2 separate regions of the Xenopus tropicalis genome follow, and region 1 is linked to region 2. A link is a contact called in public Hi-C data. All regions are on one chromosome and are shown on one strand. The core of a region is the stretch at or near the end of the contact, and the rest is flanking DNA. Distances in the headings are between cores, read along the strand shown. Region 1 overlaps mdm1 (Mdm1 nuclear protein). Region 2 has its middle 38 kb from the start of ifng.

Evidence for each region. A called contact is a pair of places that touch in the nucleus more often than the background predicts.
Region 1: a contact with region 2 is called in a Hi-C map of liver, with 3 times the contacts expected there. The contact joins two enhancer-like sites. A contact is called at or near these places in 3 of 5 Hi-C or Micro-C datasets (brain, liver and neurula embryo).

What each region holds. Positions count from the first base shown.
Region 1 is chr3:58,663,447-58,666,708 of UCB_Xtro_10.0, reverse strand. mdm1 (Mdm1 nuclear protein) reads left to right here. Exons shown (of 14, transcript NM_001130267.1): 10 at 2,576-2,724. Among named protein-coding and RNA genes, the nearest start is that of mdm1, 18 kb to the left of the region's middle. Within about 2 kb of position 1,293, at least 1 of the 11 cell types and tissues checked has an H3K27ac peak or open chromatin away from gene starts, as enhancers often do. A contact at or near this core is called in liver, where this site is marked.
Region 2 is chr3:58,546,630-58,550,161 of UCB_Xtro_10.0, reverse strand. No RefSeq gene overlaps it. Among named protein-coding and RNA genes, the nearest start is that of ifng, 38 kb to the left of the region's middle. Within about 2 kb of position 1,826, at least 2 of the 11 cell types and tissues checked have an H3K27ac peak or open chromatin away from gene starts, as enhancers often do. A contact at or near this core is called in liver, where this site is marked.

The DNA of each region.
Region 1 (3,262 bases), core at 44-2,543, 120 kb before region 2:
AAATCTGACCCTATATGTTTGTTCCAAAAAAAGAAACATACATTGGATCAACAAAGACTTTACATGTTTAGAAAGCAAACTTTAGCACCCAAAAATTATTACTTCAGCAGTCAGATTGTGAAAAATACAAAACAATAATGGTTGCTAATTAAATTATATGGTACTTAAATGCTTAAGCAAAATTACTGTGAAACGATATTCCTCATGGAATACACCCTAGGGTACTTTTAGCCAGGCTACATTTTCTGATGTTCTGACTCCCTTTCATCTAGTATGGTACGTATGGACCTGAGGAAAGCTGATTCCAATATTAAAAAAGGGATAACAGTCTTACAAACTGGCGATAACAGGGCTGTAAGTCTGATGTCTGTTGTGGACAAGCTATTTGAATGTTTGCTGAAGGGACACATTCAAGATAATGTTCTGAAAAATGGTATGGTGAAGGACAGATAATATCAGACAAGTATAGTAGTGTTTTATAATGAGTTAAATAAGGAAAAGTTATGATACAGTGCCACATAAATGTCTGATTCTTACGTTAAGGTTTGTTTGTCTTAGCTTAGGTTTGTTTTTACATATATAGAAGATTGGCTTAAAGAAGCTTTCCACTGTTATCTAATGTGCTCCCTTTCTGTTCCCTCCCCACAGGCTGTCTATTTCAGTGAACAGTGTCTCTGATAGTAAAGCTGGCCTATACAATCAGGACAGTGCAGTGGAACTAGCAAACACCATCTTCTGAATCATTGTGTTCTCTTCAAATCAGTTCAGTGACACAGATTTACCTTAGCAGAGCTCTAGAATTACCTTCAACTATGCATGCTCCAGCAAGCCCTGTGTCGCCAAACTGAGTCGAACAAAACATAAAAAATTCAGGTGAAGGTGCCTGCTAGCTTTCTTGACTTAATCCAACTGCGTGTGATTTGTGTTAGTAAATTTTGTGGTGCAGGTATTGTCAGTTGACTCATGGTCGTTGACATTTTCAAAGATTAGCTTCTGAATGCACTGGGTCTCTAAAAGCATAATTTGACATACTGAACTGCTTGTTGGACACCTAAATACTATTGCAATACATTTTAAATATTAAATAGACAGCAGCAGATGCAATAATATACACCTGAACAACCTTACATGCATTATGTGTAACCCATAGGTACATTTCATGATATTTACTATATTTCCATCTGCTACCTTTTTAAAAACCTTTTGTTTTTCCACCAGTCTCAGTATTAGCTTAGCTACTCAGCTATTACTTGTATGTAATTCAGTAGTGCAAGGTGTATGACTCAGCAGGAAGAGGTGAGCTCAACGTTATTTACCACAATACGCAGTGGAACTGCTTTCCTAGCCACAAAATTGGGTGCTTTAGTGAAGTAAGGATTTTTCCCTTGTTCCACCTTTCTTTTATATTAAAAGTTCTGAGTTGTAATAGTAATGCAATAATTATAAAGAGTCTACAAAGATAGGCCTTTGGCATTGGAAGTATTTGTGTAACAGGTCCCTATGACTATGCTGTGCATCAGTCTTTAGCAGTTCTCTGTGGCTTGTGGTTATTATCAAAAATCTATTTTATACAGTTTTTGTTTAGTGCTAAAACTAGGTAAACTCTGGCACATGCCCAGAAGGGTGAATTCAAACTTAAATTAAGTAACAAATACTTACAATGCTTGAAGCATATATATGGTTATATATAACTATAAAGTATATTATGCTCTTTGCTTACCATATATACAATACAGTCATTGAACTGTAGCTATCATAAAAGGCGTAATATCTTTCCAAGACAGAATTAAATTTTAAGTCATGACCCCATCAGGCTCAACCATGCCTGTCCACCAATCCCTGCACTCTTTGCTGCTTGGTTGCCCCCTTTTTTCCAGAACCAGGACAGTCCTTGCTTAACAGAGACAGTTAGGAAGGTGTTGTGAGTTTACTCCTATGTCTCAAATTATATGATTGCAGTCTTCTGTAGTGGAGTGACCTATTGCAATTATACTGGGTTCATTAACTGCATCATTTCAATGATAGCTAATATGAGAATTGCATGGTGCTGAGGACTACAGGAGGACCAGTTACAGAGCCTCTATGTACAAGTATGGGACCCATTATCCAGAATGCTCTGGACCTGGGGTTCTGGGGTTCTCCAGATAAGGGGTCCTTACGTAATTCGGATCTCCTACCTTAACTCTATTAAAGAAATCATTTAAACATTAAATAAACCCAATAGGTTTGTTTTGGCTCCGATAAGGATTAATTATATCTTAGTTGGGATCAAGTACAAGATACTGTTTTATTATTACAGAGAATAAGGAAATCATTTTTTAAAAATGTGAATTATTTAATTAAAATGGAGTCTATGGGAGATGGCCTTTTTGTAATTTGGAACTTTCTGGATAATGGGTTTCTGGATAAGGGGTCTGATACCTGTAGTTGACTCTAGTAAAGATTCTTAGAAATGTCTGTTCTTTGCATTTATTTATGTAATGATTTGTAATAATGTTGGTAATTGGTTGTATGTTACTTTTTCATTTGTTCTTCATTTCATGTTTTTTCACCTTTTTTTTTTTTGTCATTACAGACTGCATAGTACAACAACAAATCCTTCAGTGGATGGGCTAGAATGCATCTCATTGCCTTCAGAGGAAGGTGGCCGTTTACCCACTCCAAAACTGAAAGAATTTGGATTATCACAGAGGACTCATCATGATCGCACCACACCATCCACAGGTATTGTAAAACAGAATGGCATAATGTACAAGAGAAGAAGGTTACAAGTAGAGACCTATATTACCTTGACATGGTACAAGGTACTGTTTTATTAAAGTGATACTGGCACACAAAAATCTACGTTTTAAACTATGAATCTACTTAAAAAGTTACCTATAGGTCATGTTGATCATTTTTTGCTCATAGTGCTGCTTTTGTAAGCAATTGTTACTTGAAGTTTCTAAACCTGACTGTCCCTTCCCAACCTGTCAGTTATAGCTTCTAATGCTAACGGACTCCTGCTGCACAAATATGGCAGCCCCCTCATAAAGAAAAATGGGGCATCAGATGGGTAATGTAAAAGCATCAGGCCAATACTTTTATGGCAAAATTATAAATTACATGCAAAGACATTATTATGAAAGATGTAAAAAAGGTTTCATTTCTGGTGTTGGTATCTCTTTAATAAAGAGAAAAAAGACATTATTACAGAGAAAATGGAATTTATTTTTAAAAAGTAGATTTATTTGCTTATAATGGCATCAATCGGAAAAACCTT
Region 2 (3,532 bases), core at 577-3,076:
CTCTACATAAGAGTTGCAGACCTTCTGTATATGCAGCACTGGCAGCACTTGAGGGCATTGGATACATATATTATGTGAGAGATACAAGCAGTAAGAACACGGTTTGGTGTATTTTCCACCATTGTTAAAGGTGGGTTACATGTAGCACCAGGGAAAATTCCTGGTTTAGCAGCAGCTAATGCTGTATTCATGCAAGCGGATTAGAAAAAGCCGAATAGGTGAGTCCTGGAGTAAATGGAGGGTTAATAGGATAGGTCCTCCATTCCATACTCCAGTTAGTGTTTTGATTTGGCCACCTGTAGGTAGCTGCCTGATTAGGCTGCAGGTGAGCAGCACATGAAAGAGCTGTGGGATTACACAACATGGGAAGGTGATTGGTGATTGAGGTTGGGGACTCAGAGAGATGGGTTCACTCTCAGAGCAGGGCACAGGGCAGGAAGGCTGGCTGTTAGGAACTCCCAGAGGGGCTGGGGGTGCCACCTGCCACTGCAAGGAGCAGAGGGAGCGGTAACCAAGTGAGGAGTCACCCAGAGAAGTGCCAGGAGTCACAGAGAAAGGTCTCAGAGTGGGGCACAGAGCAGGAAGGTTGCCGGACTGTGTGAGGGGCTGGGGTGCTGCCTGCTACTGCAAGGAGCAGAGGGAGCCGTGACGTGTTAAGTAACCAAGTGAAGGGTCATCCAGAGAAAAGGTCCTTCAGAGCAGCGCACAGCGCAGGAAGGCTGTCTGCCTCCGTTAGGAAGTCCCAGAGATGCTGGGGGTGCTGCCTGCCACTGCAAGGAGCAGAGGGAGCCGTGACAAAGTGTTTGAATTCCGGAACATTGAGGCTTGGTGAGAAGCCTAAGTGTGGCAGAAATGGTATCCCAGGAAGGGAGGGCTGAGTGAGTAGCCCAGAGTGTTCACTTGTGTGAGAGTCACCGTGGATGTGTGAAAGCCATTGGGGGTGGTGAGAGCCATGAAGCAGGGACAAATCATCACCATGTTTGATGAACTGTTTATGAACTGACTGTTACGTTTATGTTGGGAGGAGTTTACCCAAAATAAACTTTGAGGAAAAAAAGTGATGTTGCATGTGGTGTCCCTGTCTCTTATGCTCCTGATCCTCTCCATGCCTGCTTACCTTCAATATCCTTGAGTACTGTTTTCATTTGTAATTCAGCCCATGAAAGAATAGCACCACCCTCAGCCCAGCATGGAAAGTCTTTTAGCTTTTTGTCCCCTTCAAAAAGAGCAGGAGCAGCTGGGCTGGTGTGGCTTGCAGGGACTTTTGGGCAGAAAAATGTTGGCGCCTTAACACACATAACTGGCACGTTCCTATTGATTTTGATGGGAATGTGTCAGTATAGCTTTAAATACAAAACTGCCTCAACTCTATAAGCACTTTTCTGTGCACCTTGTGCCAGATTTTTAACTGTAAAAGGATTTCTGAATATGGTGTGTTGCTGGGACAGAGCAGATTAGTGCGTGACCAAAAAATGTCCAATAGTTTAAATAAACAGTGGTAAAAGTGTTATACCAAAAAAGACCCTAGCCTTGAAAACACCATGGAACTCTACTTGATTGTAGGCTAGCAGGTAAGCGCCATAGTACCAAGTGTGTAAGATGGAACATGTAGCCAATGCAGGGCTGCTATCAGGATGTTATGGATGGTACTATAGTCAGGGGCAGCATGGGTGAGGGAACACAGCCCATCATCCAGGGCACCCAGGTGGCTAGTATGGTATTAAATAGCCCCATGAGTACTGATGACAGCTCTGGGCCAGTGAATTAAGGATAGCACCATAGTCATTGTTACACACCCCAGGTTGCATTTGTGTAGGAAATTATTGTGGTCAAACAAGGAAGTTAATGGTGCACTTCTCTGCCTTTCGTGTGTGTGTCAGGCTAATAATATCTCAGTATCTAAATGAGGTGCACAGAAAAAACTATCCTATCAACCTTATGAAAAATTCCATTTCTGCTGTGAAGAAGAGAGATGTTTCAGAATGACATGATCTGTGAAATAAATGTCTTTTAAGTATACTAGCTACTTTAAAGATGTATACATTCTGTGGTTGTTTTGCTGGTTTTTTGCATCAGCAATCCTCCTCCATCTGAAACACAAGCTTTTTTTGTTTTAATACAGCAAAAAGTGCTGTTGGACTTGAAGCTATTTACACTGTGGCATCTGTCTGCACACTCAAACAGCTGTTTAACTAGACTGGTGATTCCACTCTATTTTAGGCTGGTCATTGAGCATATTGGTGTGGGGAAACAGCAGATATTGCATTCTTTTAAATGTCATTGAAGTGGGATGTGTTACATTTCCACTTACACTACATAGACTAAAAGGTTTTGTAACCACCTACGCAGTAAACACGCCCAAGCTATTCATATTTAATACTACCAATACACCCAAGTTCCAAATGTTTTCCATTCACCTTTTGTTTTCAATATGAGACACTAATTATTGACAGACATGGTGCACTACACCATTTTGTATATCCCAAACGCACCTTGTTTCTCTGTGTTTGCTTCTACTGCTGACAAGGGGTCTTCAGATACAAAGAATCTGGAATCAGATACAAAGATTTGCCCTGACAGTGAATCTAATGTGCCACAAAGCAAACAAATGTATGGATTCATTAAATGGTTTTAGATTTTAGTGGACACTGCCTTCCCTTTGTGCATACATTAAGGGAATAAGGTTATCGCTACACCATTAGCTGGAAAATACTTTTCAAGGGATTATATATAGAAGGAAAATTGAATGTTACATAGTTACATAGTTACATAGTTACATAGGGTTGAAAAAAGACCTGTGTCCATCAAGTTCAACCCATCCAAGTAAATCCAGCACATCTAACCCACACCTACCAATCTATACACTCACATACATAAACTATAAATACAACCACTAGTACTAACTGTAGATATTAGTATCACAATAGCCTTGGATATTCTGATTGATCAAGAACTCATCCAGGCCCCTCTTAAAGGCATTAACAGAATCTGCCATTACCACATCACTAGGAAGGGCATTCCATAACCTCACTGCCCTCACCGTGAAAAACCACCTACGCTGCTTCAAATGGAAACTCCTTTCCTCTAATCTAAAGGGGTGACCTCTGGTGCGTTGATTGTTTTTATGGGAAAAAAGAACATCCCCCAACTGCCTATAATCCCCTCTAATGTACTTGTACAGAGTAATCATGTCCCCTCGCAAGCGCCTCTTTTCCAGAGAAAACAACCCCAACCTCGACAGTCTAACCTCATAGTTTAAATCTTCCATCCCCTTAACCAGTTTAGTTGCACGTCTCTGCACTCTCTCCAGCTCATTAATATCCTTCTTAAGGACTGGAGCATAAATATATATTCATATTAAATATATGTTTCTTAGTTTTGGAGGGAGGTAAAGTGGTTTAATTATATTTATATTTAAGCAGGGGAAAAGCTAATATTTTGTTTGATAACAGTGGTAGGAAAACTTTTGGAGGTGGTAATCAGGATGATATTTCAATAAATTTATGTCACAATACTGAAATTTTATACACAA